Regions from separate parts of the Sus scrofa genome. Here region 1 is linked to region 2. The links are chromatin contacts, called in public Hi-C maps. All regions are on one chromosome and are shown on one strand. Each heading gives the region's core, a stretch centred on a gene start, on an enhancer-like site or on the middle of the called end of the contact. The rest is flanking DNA. Distances are from core to core; before and after follow the strand shown.

What was found. Hi-C and Micro-C count contacts between places; a contact is called where the count stands out from the background.
Region 1: a Hi-C map of embryonic fibroblasts shows a contact between it and region 2, with 4 times the contacts expected there. The contact joins two enhancer-like sites. A contact is called at or near these places in 4 of 47 Hi-C or Micro-C datasets (embryonic fibroblasts, fetal skeletal muscle, heart right ventricle and 1 more).

The regions. Positions count from the first base shown.
Region 1 is chrX:58,420,657-58,427,388 of Sscrofa11.1, forward strand. All of the region lies in intron 4 of HDAC8 (histone deacetylase 8), which reads right to left. Among named protein-coding and RNA genes, the nearest start is that of HDAC8, 27 kb to the right of the region's middle. Within about 2 kb of position 2,910, at least 2 of the 83 cell types and tissues checked have an H3K27ac peak or open chromatin away from gene starts, as enhancers often do.
Region 2 is chrX:57,854,839-57,861,634 of Sscrofa11.1, forward strand. All of the region lies in intron 2 of NHSL2 (NHS-like protein 2), which reads left to right. Among named protein-coding and RNA genes, the nearest start is that of NHSL2, 120 kb to the left of the region's middle. Within about 2 kb of position 5,498, at least 9 of the 83 cell types and tissues checked have an H3K27ac peak or open chromatin away from gene starts, as enhancers often do.

The DNA.
Region 1 (6,732 bases), core at 1,660-4,159, 560 kb after region 2:
GGCTGCACCTGTGGAATATGGAAGTGCCCAGGCTGGGGGTCCAATCAGAGCTATAGCTAACAGCCTATGCCACAGCCACAGCAATGCGGGATCCGAGCTGCATCTTCATCCTACCCCACAGCTCACGGCAACACCGGATCCTTAACCCACTGAGAGGCTAGGGATTGAAACCACATCCTCATGGATGGATACTAGTCAGATTCGTTACCACTGAGCCACGACAGGAACTCCAAGAAGTTATGACTCTTGAAATGCAGAGCTAGAGATGGTAGTTTCAGAACTTGATATATTCTTTTTTGCTTTTTTTTTTTTTTTTTAGGGCCCCACCTGCAGCATATGGAAATTCCCAGGCCAGGAGTCTAATCAGAGCTACAGCTGCTGGCCTACGCCACAGCAGCTCGGGATCCAAGCCACGTCTGCGACCTACACCACAGCTCATGGCAACACTGGATCCTGAAACAACTGAGCAAGACCAGGGATTGAACCTGCATCCTCATGGATCCTAGTCAGGTTCGTTAATCGTTGAGCCACGAAGGAAACTCCCAGAACTTGATATATTCTGATTGTTACATGAAAGGATAAAGAAAACAGCTTATGCTTTTTCTGATGTGGGAAGATGCCCTTTAGAAATTTATTTACTTCATTTATTTTTGGTGTTTAACTGGCATTAGCTAGAAGTTCTGAAATAGGTTTTTATAATTCTGTCCATTTTCGACAATGCTGCAGTTGTTGAAATTTCTGCAAATTTCCATAGTTGTTGGTAGTTCAGGACAAGGGCAATTTTTCTAGCTGTAACTTTTGCACTTAAGGGCACTCTTATCAAAGCCCTTTATGATTCAGGGTTGTGCTTAGCAAAGTTGCATTCTTACTTTCAAATAAGGTACTCCCCCCCCATTTCCAGTACTAGCTGATTGAACCTCTTAATCATTCCTGGAATGTGTCACTGGTGCTTCTATTGTTGTTGCTTCACCAAATGATGCTATTTGTACCCTTATGGATAATTTCTATGTTTAAGAGCTGAAATGATTATAGGAGATCAGCAGGAGAGAAAACTTCAACTAACTAGTCAGAGGCAAAAGGTACACCAGAGATAGAAAGCAAGATAGCTTTCCCAGAAATCGGAAATGGCCAAAATTTCTCAATTTTTTTTTCTTTTTATATCTCTTGCCCATCTAATTCTAATCCTCCCTTAGTACCATCATGTCTCTTCTTCTCTCTAGACAGTGCTCATAATCCTGCTTTTATGCTTTGGCCTACATGTAAATCTACACAGGTCATATAGTGCTTCAAAAAATCAGGAAAATAAAATTATTGAAATCTGCTCTGTATGTTAGTATACAGACTCTATTGTAAAATATACATATTTTACAAATGGTATTACTAAGCTAAAACTTGTAGCAGACATATTCATAAAAAGTTATGCGATAACTGACTCTTTGCGAATCAAACTTGAATTCACCAGAAACGTTAATTTAAGGAAATCAGTGGGTGAATCCTGTCATAGTGAAGCTTCTTCTATAAAATGAGTTCTCCATCCAATCCCTGTATCTATCCATTTGGCAACATGCTTTTTTGTTTAATTTCTTACATTTTCTTAAATTGGAGTACACCTGTACTTGGACGTTTAAGACAATGCTGAAATTACTATTAGGACACATTGGCTTTCCTTTCTTCTCTGCTTAGTATAATGATCCAGGGAAGGAAAAATGAACAAATTCTAGCTTGTGTCATTATAGCTTATGACTGGTTAACATATTATATAATCAGATGTTTCCATGCTTAATGTCCAAACCTCGTCATTTCTTCTGTAGGCTCCCTTTTCTAACACCCTGTTCACTACTCCTGCGGCCAGTTCATGTTGCTGTCTCTTGTGAGAACTGACTCAATGACTTTTACAGATCAAGAGTTTCTGTGTTTATTTATAACACCATTGTTTCCTCTGTCAAAGAGGGAGACTGAAAAACCAGAAATCCTTCTGTAATGTGATTTCATAGTTGCAAGTCCTCTTAGAGACTTCCACGTTTCAGTGATAGAAACTGAGGAAGGACCTTGGTCTCTCTGCTTCATTTTCTGACTTATCAAAAAGTTCCTACCTTAACCTACACCTCCTTGACAGAAATGTTATCATCATAAGTTTAAATAAAGGCATTTGTAAAAGATCCAAAGTACTAACTATCCTAATTATCTAAGTCACAATTTTCCCTTCATTAAGACCCCAGTTTTAAATTAACAGAGCTAAATAAATCAGCTTTGTGCACACCTGCTTCTCACCACATAAAACAGGCACACAAAAATACATGCACCTGATTGTGGGAAACCAGAAATTAGTTCTACATAACGGATTTTCTTTCAACCACCTACTCTACATTTATAGTCCACTTTAAGGGCTCTAAGCCTAGAGTTGGCAGCTCTAAGAACAGTGAGATCAGTTTGTCTACAGTTGTTCCCAACCTTTTTTGGCTCTGGTACACCTACACTTGCTTCCAAAAATATACCCCACAGTCTGGTGCTCAATGGAATGAAAATCTTTCCTGAGCTAATAGGATATAAAACAGAGAAAGCAATGGACATAGTTCTGCATTTTAGAGTACCCATAACAACACAGTGAGGCAAACCAGTACAAATGGTGCAGGTGACCCAGTCTTTACAGCAAAAGGGACTTTGGACTGTTTTTCTCAAAGGTGGTAAAGATTTACACTTACCAGTCTGCATCCCCCAGTCTGGCTTCCCTTGCATCCGAGGATATGCTTTTGAAGAGATGGACAGCCAGTAGATAGTGTGGCCAATAGCACTACCATCAGTGAAAACTAACTGGTTTGTACAAGGACAAAAATCCTGGTCTTGGCCCTACTAGCATTGTGTTCTAACTGCCTGAGCTAAATAGCCACTGACATTGCCTATGAGAAAACCAACCTTCGTCAGAAACAAAAATGCACTTGAGTACTAACACAGATAAATTGTTCAGTCTCCATGACCTGAGTTAAACCTTAAGCCCATTCCAAAGCTGCCACCTAATATGGTGGGAAAAACCTTTACCTGAATAATTTGAAAAGTTTCATAATTTGTACTGTCCCTCCCAATAATTAATTTTATTCCATGTAAAATGTTTGAATTCCAACTATTTACATCACATTTCCTACAGCTAGCATGCAATTCTGAGAAATTTTTAGTAAACATTGATATTGTTTATATGAAATAAGCCTTGAAGGGCAAACAGAAGTCTCTAAAGTTAATTGGGGCACCTTCTTTACAGGTATATATCTCTCCTATAGGAAATACATAGAAAGGAATTCCTGGTCAAAGCATTAATGAGACCTTAACAACCTTCGAGATACCTCTTAGGGGAAATTCTAATAATCTCCTAGAGAAGTTTTATTAGTTGTCTGGAATAAAGTCCATAATTACAACTTGACTCAATCCACCTTGTATGATCTATAATTACTGTTATATTAAAGTACATCAGGCAAGATTAGTGATTTCAATTCCTCTCAATTTACACTTTACCTTGATTTGCCCCCAGCCTCCAGAGAGTTTAAAGAGCCATTTTCTTACTAAAGTCCAAAGACAATACACAAAAGGCATGGAAAAGAAAGATTCTCAGAAGAAAAATCCACCCAATTCTAGCAAAGACTAGCTAGGAAGTGAATGTAGCTTACTAGCACTCCAACTAAATTTAGTGGTATTGATTGTATAAGAATCTGTGTGGGTAGTGGGATTAAATATTTGAAAACATAATGGAAAAAATATAAAGCTGAGTTTTATCTTAATAATAAACTCAATGATAATTCAGTGATAATACAGTTTATATTAAAGACGAGTTGAGGTAGAAAATTAAGATAAAGCTATGTGGCTCTATCTAACTTTCAGTCCTTCCTCTTTTTTCTCACAGAATTCTTGGTCCTTATTTTTAATCAGAAAAACTGAGAACAAGCCTCTCACTACAGTTCAGACAGTAGGAAGAAATAGCAAGTCATCGCTTCTTGGCCTTTTGGCTAAGATCAAGTATAGAAAAATAGAGCAAGTCAGACCAGTTAATTCTAGATACACACTTTGAATTTGCACCTTCAATTTTCTTTTAAGTTTTCTGAGAAAAGATGAGACCAGCAAGGGTTTGGTGAGCATGGACAATAGATTGAAAGACTTACTCAAAGTGCACACAGTTTCAGAAAAATTCACCAGTGCTGTAGATACTTGCCCTGCTCTAGCAAGGACCAGCTTCAGGAATTATTCAGATTTGTTATAAAAATTGGTGCTTAAAAGAACAATAAACACAGCCTACATGTCTCAGGCTATTTGAAATGATGCCTTTAAATAGACTGAAAAACATTAAAATGTATAAAACAGACTGAAAAATATATACTACTGAATATTACTTCTAGCACTTCTACTCAAAACTTGTCCAGGTCATCAAAAACAAGGAAAGCCTGAGAAAATGTCACAGTCTAGGGGAGCCTAAGGAGACATGACAACAAAATGTATCCTTCATGGGGTCCTGGGACAGAAGAAGGACATTCGGCAAAAAATAACAAAGTGTGAATAAACTATGAATCATATCAATATCAGTTCATTAATATTAACAAATGTATTAGAGTTCCCTGGTGACCTAGTGGGTTAAGGATCCTGTGTTGTCACCACTGGGTTCAATCCCTGGCCCAGAAACTTTCACATGTTATAGGTACAGCCAAACAAATAAATAAACAAATAACAAATGTATTCTATTCATGTAAGATGTTAATAATAGGAGAAACTGGGTATGGGGTACATGGAAACTCTACTTTCTGCTCAATTTTTCTGTAAATCAAAAACTATTCTTAAAAAAAAAGTTTATTAAAAATGTACTATATTTCTTAGGCTTTGAGGGCCTAGCCATGGGCCTGAATCAAGGGCACTCGGAGACTTCCTCCATCAGATGACAACAGGACAAGGACTCCATACTCCCCACAGTGATCCCTCAGAAAGCTGTAAATGCAGGCACCCCAAATCCCTTCAGAGAGTTTTAATGGGAACAGTTGATCATTAAGATAGCAAGCAAAGCTTATTTAACTTTCTTCATCCCAACAACCCTACACCTCTAAAACCCACGTTAGGCTACAGGTTTCAAAAGCAGTGAAATCCCCATTTTCAGAAGTTGAACTAACTGGGGGATGAGGTGGGGGGGGCAAGCCAGCCTGGGGGACCTGCATCTTCCATCAGCTGCCAGCCCCTCCTGATGCAGAGAGGAGCTGGGTGTAGGAGCAGAGGCAGCCTGGCCTTTAGTGACTTCTAGTTCAGGCACTACACAGATAAAGCACACAAACTCCGAGTCAGACTCCTGCCCTCTTCCTGCCTAGGGCTTCTTTAAGCACCAAGGACCATGGATGCTATATTCATCAGCCAGGTTACGAACACTGAAGGACAGTTTCTTAATGGAAAGAGTGACTGGTTAATTAGTAAAACACAAATTTTAAGGTGAGAGTCTCTTGATTCTAAATATTCATTCTTTCATTCAAACTATAAATATTTATTGAAGACCTATTTTGAACCAGATACTGGGATGATGAAAGAAATTAGCTTAAGAGAACACTTCGAACTGATGAAACAATTTAGACGAACATCAGATCAATAAATAGAAATGTGGATGACGTTAAGAGAATTTCATCAAGCAGAGAACATTCTTGATTTAACCGCGCACTCCCTCTAGTGGGCTCTTGGTTAAAAAGCAAAGCTTATATAACCCACAGTTTAGTCATATTCAATATGCTGGAACAATGACGTATTGACTGCTTATTTGACTTTGTGAACACTCAAACCTCTGACTGCCATGTGGAATCACCTCTTCCCTTGTCTCTCTTCTCTCTCCCTTTTCCCTCCCTCCCCCCCTTCTCCTGGTTCTGATAATTTCATCTCTTAAGATATCACCATTGATTTATTTAACAATTATCTATTGAAAGCCTGCTGAGAAGGCACTAATTCATCTTTCCAATTTAAATAACTTTATTCTTTATTTTCCAAAAATTTTGACATTCCATAAGTCAACTGGAAGTACCATGAGGGTCACTCCCCCAGAGGGTTGGGAATCAATGTTTCACACTCAACTCTCAGCTCATCCATTCCAACTTTCACACTCATTCACCCAACAAAACTTTATTGAATTTTCTATGTGCCAGGCAGAATTCTAAGCAGTGAAGCTATAGTAATGAATAAAACAAATAAAAACTCTTACCTCCTATGAAGCTTATGTTCTATTAGGAGGGGGTGTAAGGCATGAAATAAATAATGAATAAGAAAAATAAGTTTTTAGGTGGTCAATAGTATGGAGAACGATAGAAATGAGGAAGGACAATGGGAGGCTTTTTGGCAGTGCAAATTTAAACACATGGTTAGGGAAGGCCTTACTGAGAAAGTGATATTTAAGCAAAGACTTGAAGGAGGTGAAGGGCATAACTGGGAAGATTATTTCAGGCAGTGGGAACAGGAAGGGCAAAGGCCTGGAAATGGGAACATGGCTGGTATGTTCAAGGAACACAAGGAGTCCAATGGCCAGATAACAGTGAGGAAAAGAGTAATTCTGGCAGTGGCGGGGTGGAGGGGTGGGGAGGGAGGACTGCTCAGGGCTTTGTATGCTGTGGTGGGGTCTTTGGCTTTTACTCAGAGTGAAACAGAGGGTCAAGGCAGTGTTTTGAACAGAGGAGTGATAGGATCTGTTTTAACAGGATTACTATGTCCACTATGTGGAGGACAGACCAAACAGGG
Region 2 (6,796 bases), core at 4,248-6,747:
GAAGGGCATGGGAGAACTCTCTGTGCTGCTTTTGCAACTCTTCTGTAGATCTAAGATGATCTCAAAATAAAAAAAAATAACTTTAGATGAAAAACATTAAATTCTGTAAACCTATAGTTAAATAAATTACGTTAGTAAATACTTAAAATTCACCACTTTCTAGTTGTTTTACTATGATCTATGCTCTTGAGCTGATTCACATCTACTGCATCTGAAGGGTGTGCTGCCGAGCATCTTTTCCGACTCCGAGTTTGGTGATGTTACATAGGAAGCTTGAAATAGGCCACAGTGGGGAGTATTTATATCATGAAAATGCTACAAATGAGGGCTTGGATTCTTGTTTTATTCACTGTACTCTAGAGTTAAGAAAATGATGGAAAATATTAATGTGCCTTAAACTTAAGAGTATGTCATATTACCTCACGGATAGCACCCCCAAAATTGAGGAAATTTACCTCAAGTACGTGGAAATTATTATCTGGTTCAGCAAAGGAGTTGTTTGAATCATTGATGAATCTATCAAGTTCCAAAACTTCTTCATTGTTTCACTTTCTTCTTATTCATTAAACATAAATGAAAATATCAACCACCATTCATGTAGGAACTATACTCACTCTTATCATAAGTGTAGGATGGCTATGGACGTAAGAGTTCAGCAAAATTAATGAACACATTATATGAAAATCAGTGTACTCTATAGAATTTGCAGTGAAGACTATTATTTCGTTGTTATTCATAAATTGTTTCACATTCTTATATAAGAAGTATATATACATATATATACACACACACACATGTGTGTGTGTGTGTGTATACATGCATGCATTTTTTTTGAAAGCCAATGGCTAAATATTTACCAGAACACCACTGGTCCTAAGAATCAATTACTATTCCATCAAATGCACTGATGGAAAGAAATGAACATTGCCGGGCACCCTCTCTGTGCCAGGCTGTCCTATCTTTTTCACATTCATTGTCTCAGTTGCTCTTTACCTAAACTCTACAAAGTGTAAGTATTATGGACGTCATCTATAAAGATGAGATGAGGATTTGGGGGCTCAGGTTAAGTGACTGGACTAAGGTCAAGCAATTGGTATACAGTGGAGTCAGGATTAAACCCCACATCTGTCTGGGTCCAAAGCTAGTTGTATTTGGTTTCGTATTGCTGCTGTAACAATTACCACAAATTTACTAGTGGCTTAAAGCAACAGAAATGTATTATCTTACAGTTCTAGAGGTTAAATGTCTGAAATGAGTCTTGCTGGACTGAAATTAAGGTGCTAGCAGGGCTGCATTCCTTCTGGCAGTTCTAGGAGGGAATCTGTTTCCTTGCCTTTTCCAGCTTCTAGACACTGCCTACACTCCTCGGTTTTTGTCCCCTTCCTCCATCTTCAAAACCAGCAAGATGTGAGACTTTCTCACATCCCTTATCTCTGAACCTGCTTCTGTTGTCACATCTCCTTCTCTAACTCTGCCTTTCCTGACTCCTTCTTTCACTTTGTAAGAACCCTTGTGGTTACATTATGCTCACCTATTACACGCAAGAGTCTCCCCATTTTGAGATCAGCTGATTAGCAACCTTAATTCCATCTGCAAGCCTTATTTCTGAGCTTTACAATTTACCATAACATTTTCACTGGTTCTGGGGATTTAGAACACAGACATCTTTGGAGGGAGCTATAATCCTGCCTACCATATTTGTGCTTTTTCCATGACCCTTAGCCAGTTGCCTCTTGTTTTAGTGGTTACACAATTCAATGCAAGGCCAATATTATTCTCCCTGACACCTGCTTGCCACACATCCCCACGTTCTCCACTTTGGAGTAAAGCGTCTTCTTTCCTTCAGTTACTTTCCCAACCTGTCAGAGAGCCCTGTGGGGGAATGTTTCTAACCCCTGGTGCTTTTAATCCTGGACATATATTTTACCTTGGCTTTTACCAAAGTGTCTTTAAATAGTTTCCAGGATTTTTGTGGATTGCTGGCTTTTTCTGAAGCTCCTGTTTGTTTTTTCCTTTCCCCAGTGTTTGTATGGGGCCAGAGCCCTGTTTCCTCTATGGTAGGTCTCACTGTCCTGTGGTTTACCCATTCTCACCTTCTGGACCTATTTCTAAGTCACCAGCCTGGATCACACATTATTTATTTGTACTTTTCACTGATTTTTTACACTGTTATATTCTAGAAGAGCCCTTGGCCTAACTAAAATGGCCTTTCCCCATGGCTGCTGACAAGGCATCTGTCTGCCTGTGTTTAATTTTACTCTCTGACTGGCTTTTCAGAATCAGACTCTCTGCCTAGTAGTTCCCCATCTTCCCTTGTTCCCTTCATGCTGAGATTCCTGACTCTACTCATGAGAAACCTCCTCCCTTGAGACCAACTAAAGGCCAGAGATTGCCTTTCCCCCCACTGGAAGGCTTCGTAGCAGCCACATGCACTTCTTTGCTGCCTCTGAGCTCTGACCACAACCTTCTTGGTTCCCCTCCCTTCTCTCCTTTTGCTAAAAGCTTTGTGCCCCTCCAATCCACCCATCAGCTTCACAGCTACACTCTGGGGCTGCGTCTGAATCTGACCACGTTGAGGAAAGCTTTCCAGAGCATATCAGCCCAAGGGACTCGTGTCCTCCTCTGAGCGCCTCCAGGATGTATTGTCAGTAGCTATCATCTATTGTTATGGACAGGTCGCAAACTGGTGGCTGGTGGGCCAAATAATGCCCGCGGATATGTTTGGTTTGGTCTGCATGAAGTTTATTTCTTTTCCAAATTATTGCAACCATGTCACGATTAATAATCTTCCCATTCACTCTGGATTTCCGGCTTCTTTGAAAAACAGAGAAATCTAGTGATACTGGCTCTGCATTCCCATAGGATGGTAGTTTTTCCTGGATTGTAGTGGCGGCTTCCCCGTTAGATGGAGCTCTTGCTCTCCAGTTCCCCACAGTCCTCGCCACTTATTATTATTATTGTAGCTGTTGTTGTTATTATTGTTATATTGCTCCAACCTCATTCACTCATTTATAGTACTTGCCTGGCTCCTAAAGGCATTAGGAAATTCTGAGATATTCCCTGCTTGTCTAAATGTCCAGCCACATTATAGTCTCTTGGAGGAAAGAAACTCAATTTTGAATTTATTTTTTTTCTCTCATGCAGCTCTGTATATAGTAGATGCTCAGTAAGTATTGAAAGAATAAAGAATGTCCTGATTCATCCTCTAGATGCCTCTAGAATATGTAAAAATTTACTTTTTTTTTCTTTTTATGGCCACGCCCGTGGTATATAGAAGTTCCTGGGCCAGGGATTGAGTCCAAGCCACAACTATGACCTATACCATAGCTGCTGCAATGCTGGGTCCTCTAACCCACTGCACCAGGAGGATTGAACCTGTACCTCCACAGTGACCCAAGCCACTGCAGTCAGATTCTTAACCCACTGTGCCACAGTGGGAACTCTCTAAAAATTTACTTTTACTACAAGGTAAAGCTTTATAAGTGTACTTTCTCTGTGGAGACAGTACCATGTACTTGACACACATTAGATGCTTTAGAACAAGAGAGAGGGAAACTGAGGCTCAGAGAGCCTATACAGTGGGGCTGGGGCTGCAGATCTGGTCGTTTCTGGGGTAAGGGCCAATGCCTGCACTTGAAGAGGAAGCTTTCCTGAGCATTAGTGCTGGAAGCAGAGAGGAGCTGCTCCTGGGATTCTCTGGTAATGTTTGTTCACAAACTCTGAGAGTTACTTTGTTTGGATAGTGATGAAGCATTTATGAAATGCCCTTTCTGTGCTGGGCATTTATGAAGCAACTCTGCACTTCTTGGACTCTCAGGAATTCTGAGCATCCTGGGCAGCCCACTGAAAAGATGAGGGAAATATAGCTAGATCAAACCAAATTGTTGATGGGATTGGAGCCCATTTGGTGAATCACGAGCAATTGGGAGAAGCGTCTGCTGATTTCCATGCCCACATGTGTCACTGGTGGGACTGACTCGTGGTGTGGGATGGGAAGACATGCAGAAATGTTGTGTGTCTCATTGCGCAGCAGCAAGCAGAAAGGAATGTGAGAATACCGTAGACTCCCGCTGGGGGAGAAATCTGGTGTCATGTGTTGCTGAACAGCTGCAGGAAAATTTTTGGACCCTTGGAGACAGAGAGGTGGGTTTGCCACACTTTGGTTCTGAGTAACTTTGAGGGCAAAGAGCTTGTACAGGAAACTGATTATGGTGCATGTAGAAGCCTAATGCTGGAAACTTCATCTGCTTTCTTTGCCACCCTGTTCCCTCTAGCCACCAACCAGTTCCAGCCATGGTTAGGAGAGGAAGGAGGTGTGAAGGCCTCAGTCCCAGGTGGTGCTCATGGGCTCTGCTTAAGGTCACCCAAATGCTCAGGTCAGTGGGGTGGGCTGAACCTCTGGGATAAGGATGCTTCTGGGCCAGTCCCAAAGGAGGCAAGATAGGGCAGGGTGGGGGATGAGGGAGGCAGGGCAGACTCAGCTAAGGGCACATAAAGGGGCTTTAATCCTTCAGACTCTATAGAGTCTATAAAACTATAAACAACAACAACAACAACCATGGAATCCATAACCTTGGACTCACCTAGAACTAGGTTCAAGCCCCTCCTCTATTCCTACAAGGGTGGCTTTAGGCAAATCATTAATCTTTCCAAACCCAAGTTTACTGTTCTCTACGTGTGAAGAGTCACGAGGCCTGGCCCATATTTCAAGAGATGGGAGCTGCGAGCTTTCTAATGATGTAACTGAGCAATAAACTATCATATTGGTTATTATTTATTGTGGGCTTAGTATGGGCCAGACACTGTGCTGAGCCATTTCAATCCGTTCTCTCCGTAATCTTTCAAAGAAAGATAAAGAAATTGAGTTACGAAGAGGAAGAGTGACTCATTGAAGGTCATCCAGCCAGTAAATGACAAAACCAGCACATGCTTGATGCAGAGCAGTTCCAGAGCCCACACTTCCAACCAGACCACCCTGCAGTGCATTTGCCCCACTTCACCCATGAGGAAACTTAAGGTTCAGGAGGCACTAGCATCAGAGACAAAGCTTGGGGCTTTCAGTGTCTGGCTCTGCTCTTGAACACGTGTGACCTTGAGCAAGTCACTCAGCCTGTCTGAGCTCCAGTGTCCTGACTTAGAAAATGTCCAAGTCCAAAGCCTCTGGCAGCCTGTACGGTGAGAAGGGAGAAGGTGGGAGGGGAGAGAGCTCAGAATCTCCCAGAAATGGGAAACAGGAAGAAGTGAGTGTGATTGGCTTTATGAAGTGGAGGCAGATCTGGAATAGAAACTTGCAGAGGGAAAGTGCCCAGCTCACACTACCCGTTTAGCAGTTGGCCCTGAGAGACAGCCCACATGGGCTTGGTGGGCAGGAGCGTGGCCAGCTCAGCTGGCACCCACACAGTGAGCTGCTGTTGCCACCCAGGGGACAGGCCGTGACCAGGAACCCAGGCTGTGGCTGTGGCAGCACATTCCCTGTCTCCTGCTGGTTTCCGGAGTGGAAACAGGCGGCCAAGGCTTGCTCCAGAGGGGTAGGGAGGAGAGTGAGGGAAGGGAACCGAGTGCTGCCTCTGCTTTGGGACTTATAAATAAACCCATCTGGAAGTGTTTGGGGGCTGTGGGAGCCTGAGGCCGGCCCTTGCAATTCAGGCCATGTGGCACATATTTCCATTCGCACCAGACCCCACCCCCACCCCAATCCCAAGAGACCATCTGATTGGGCCTGTCTGTTCCGGCCGAGCTGGGCAGGAACCTCTCAGACCTCAACTCTGCTTCCAGCCCCCGCCCCAACCCTCCTCTCCTCCCAGGCCAACTCTGGCAAGACCGCGTCTGAGAAAGTACTTTGAAAAGATCATGTGCTATTCCAGCGCTGGTTGAATGAATGAACGAATCTTCAATTCAGCATTTAACTGGCAATGTGTTCCACTAGCTAGGAAAGGGCCCCATGGTAGTTATGGAAGATGACGTGTTCTTGACTTTTAGCCTCCATCTCAGGATCCTCTTTACCCTACCCGGCTAAGGCTCACTGAGGTACAAAGTCTCCTAGTCTTGCTCATTCTTCCATCCCCAACACCAAAGGTGGTGCTCAGTAGGAGTTGCTTATATGAAGGGATGAGTCGATTTATTAAACAAACACTCCTTGCACACCTTCATGGGCTGTGCACTGCTGCATGCTAGGAACATAGTAGAGAACAAAATAGCCAGAATTGGAGTTCCCGTTGTGGCGCAGCAGAAACAAATCCGACTAGGAACCATGAAGTTGCAGGTTCGATCCCTGACTTCATTCAGTGAGTTAAGGATCCGGCATTGCCATGGGCTGTGGTGTAGGTCATAGACGTGGCTCGGATCTCACATTGCTGTGGCTGTGGCGTAGGCCAGCAGTTGTAGCTCTGATTGGACCCCTAGCCTGGGAACCTCCATATGCTACGGGTGCAGCCCTAAAAAAAAGCAAAAAACCAAAACAAACAAACAAAAAAACCCAAACACAAAAACAAACAAACAAACAAACAAAACCCTGAAATAGCCAGAATCCCTGCCTCACTGAGCTCATGGTCACAGTGGTTCTCAATGAGAGTACTATTGGCACTTGAGGTTGAGACTTTGCAGTGTGACACGCTCCTGTGCATTGCAAGGTGTTTAACATTCTGACTCCCGGCCCACTTAGCACCCTGGAGTCACTGAAACAATCAGAAATGCCTCTATATATCTCCAAACACTTCCAGGGCCTAGGAGGACCCACCCCTGGCTGAGGGCCACTGCTGAGGGACTTGACACAGGGAGTGAAGGAAAGAAGCCCATC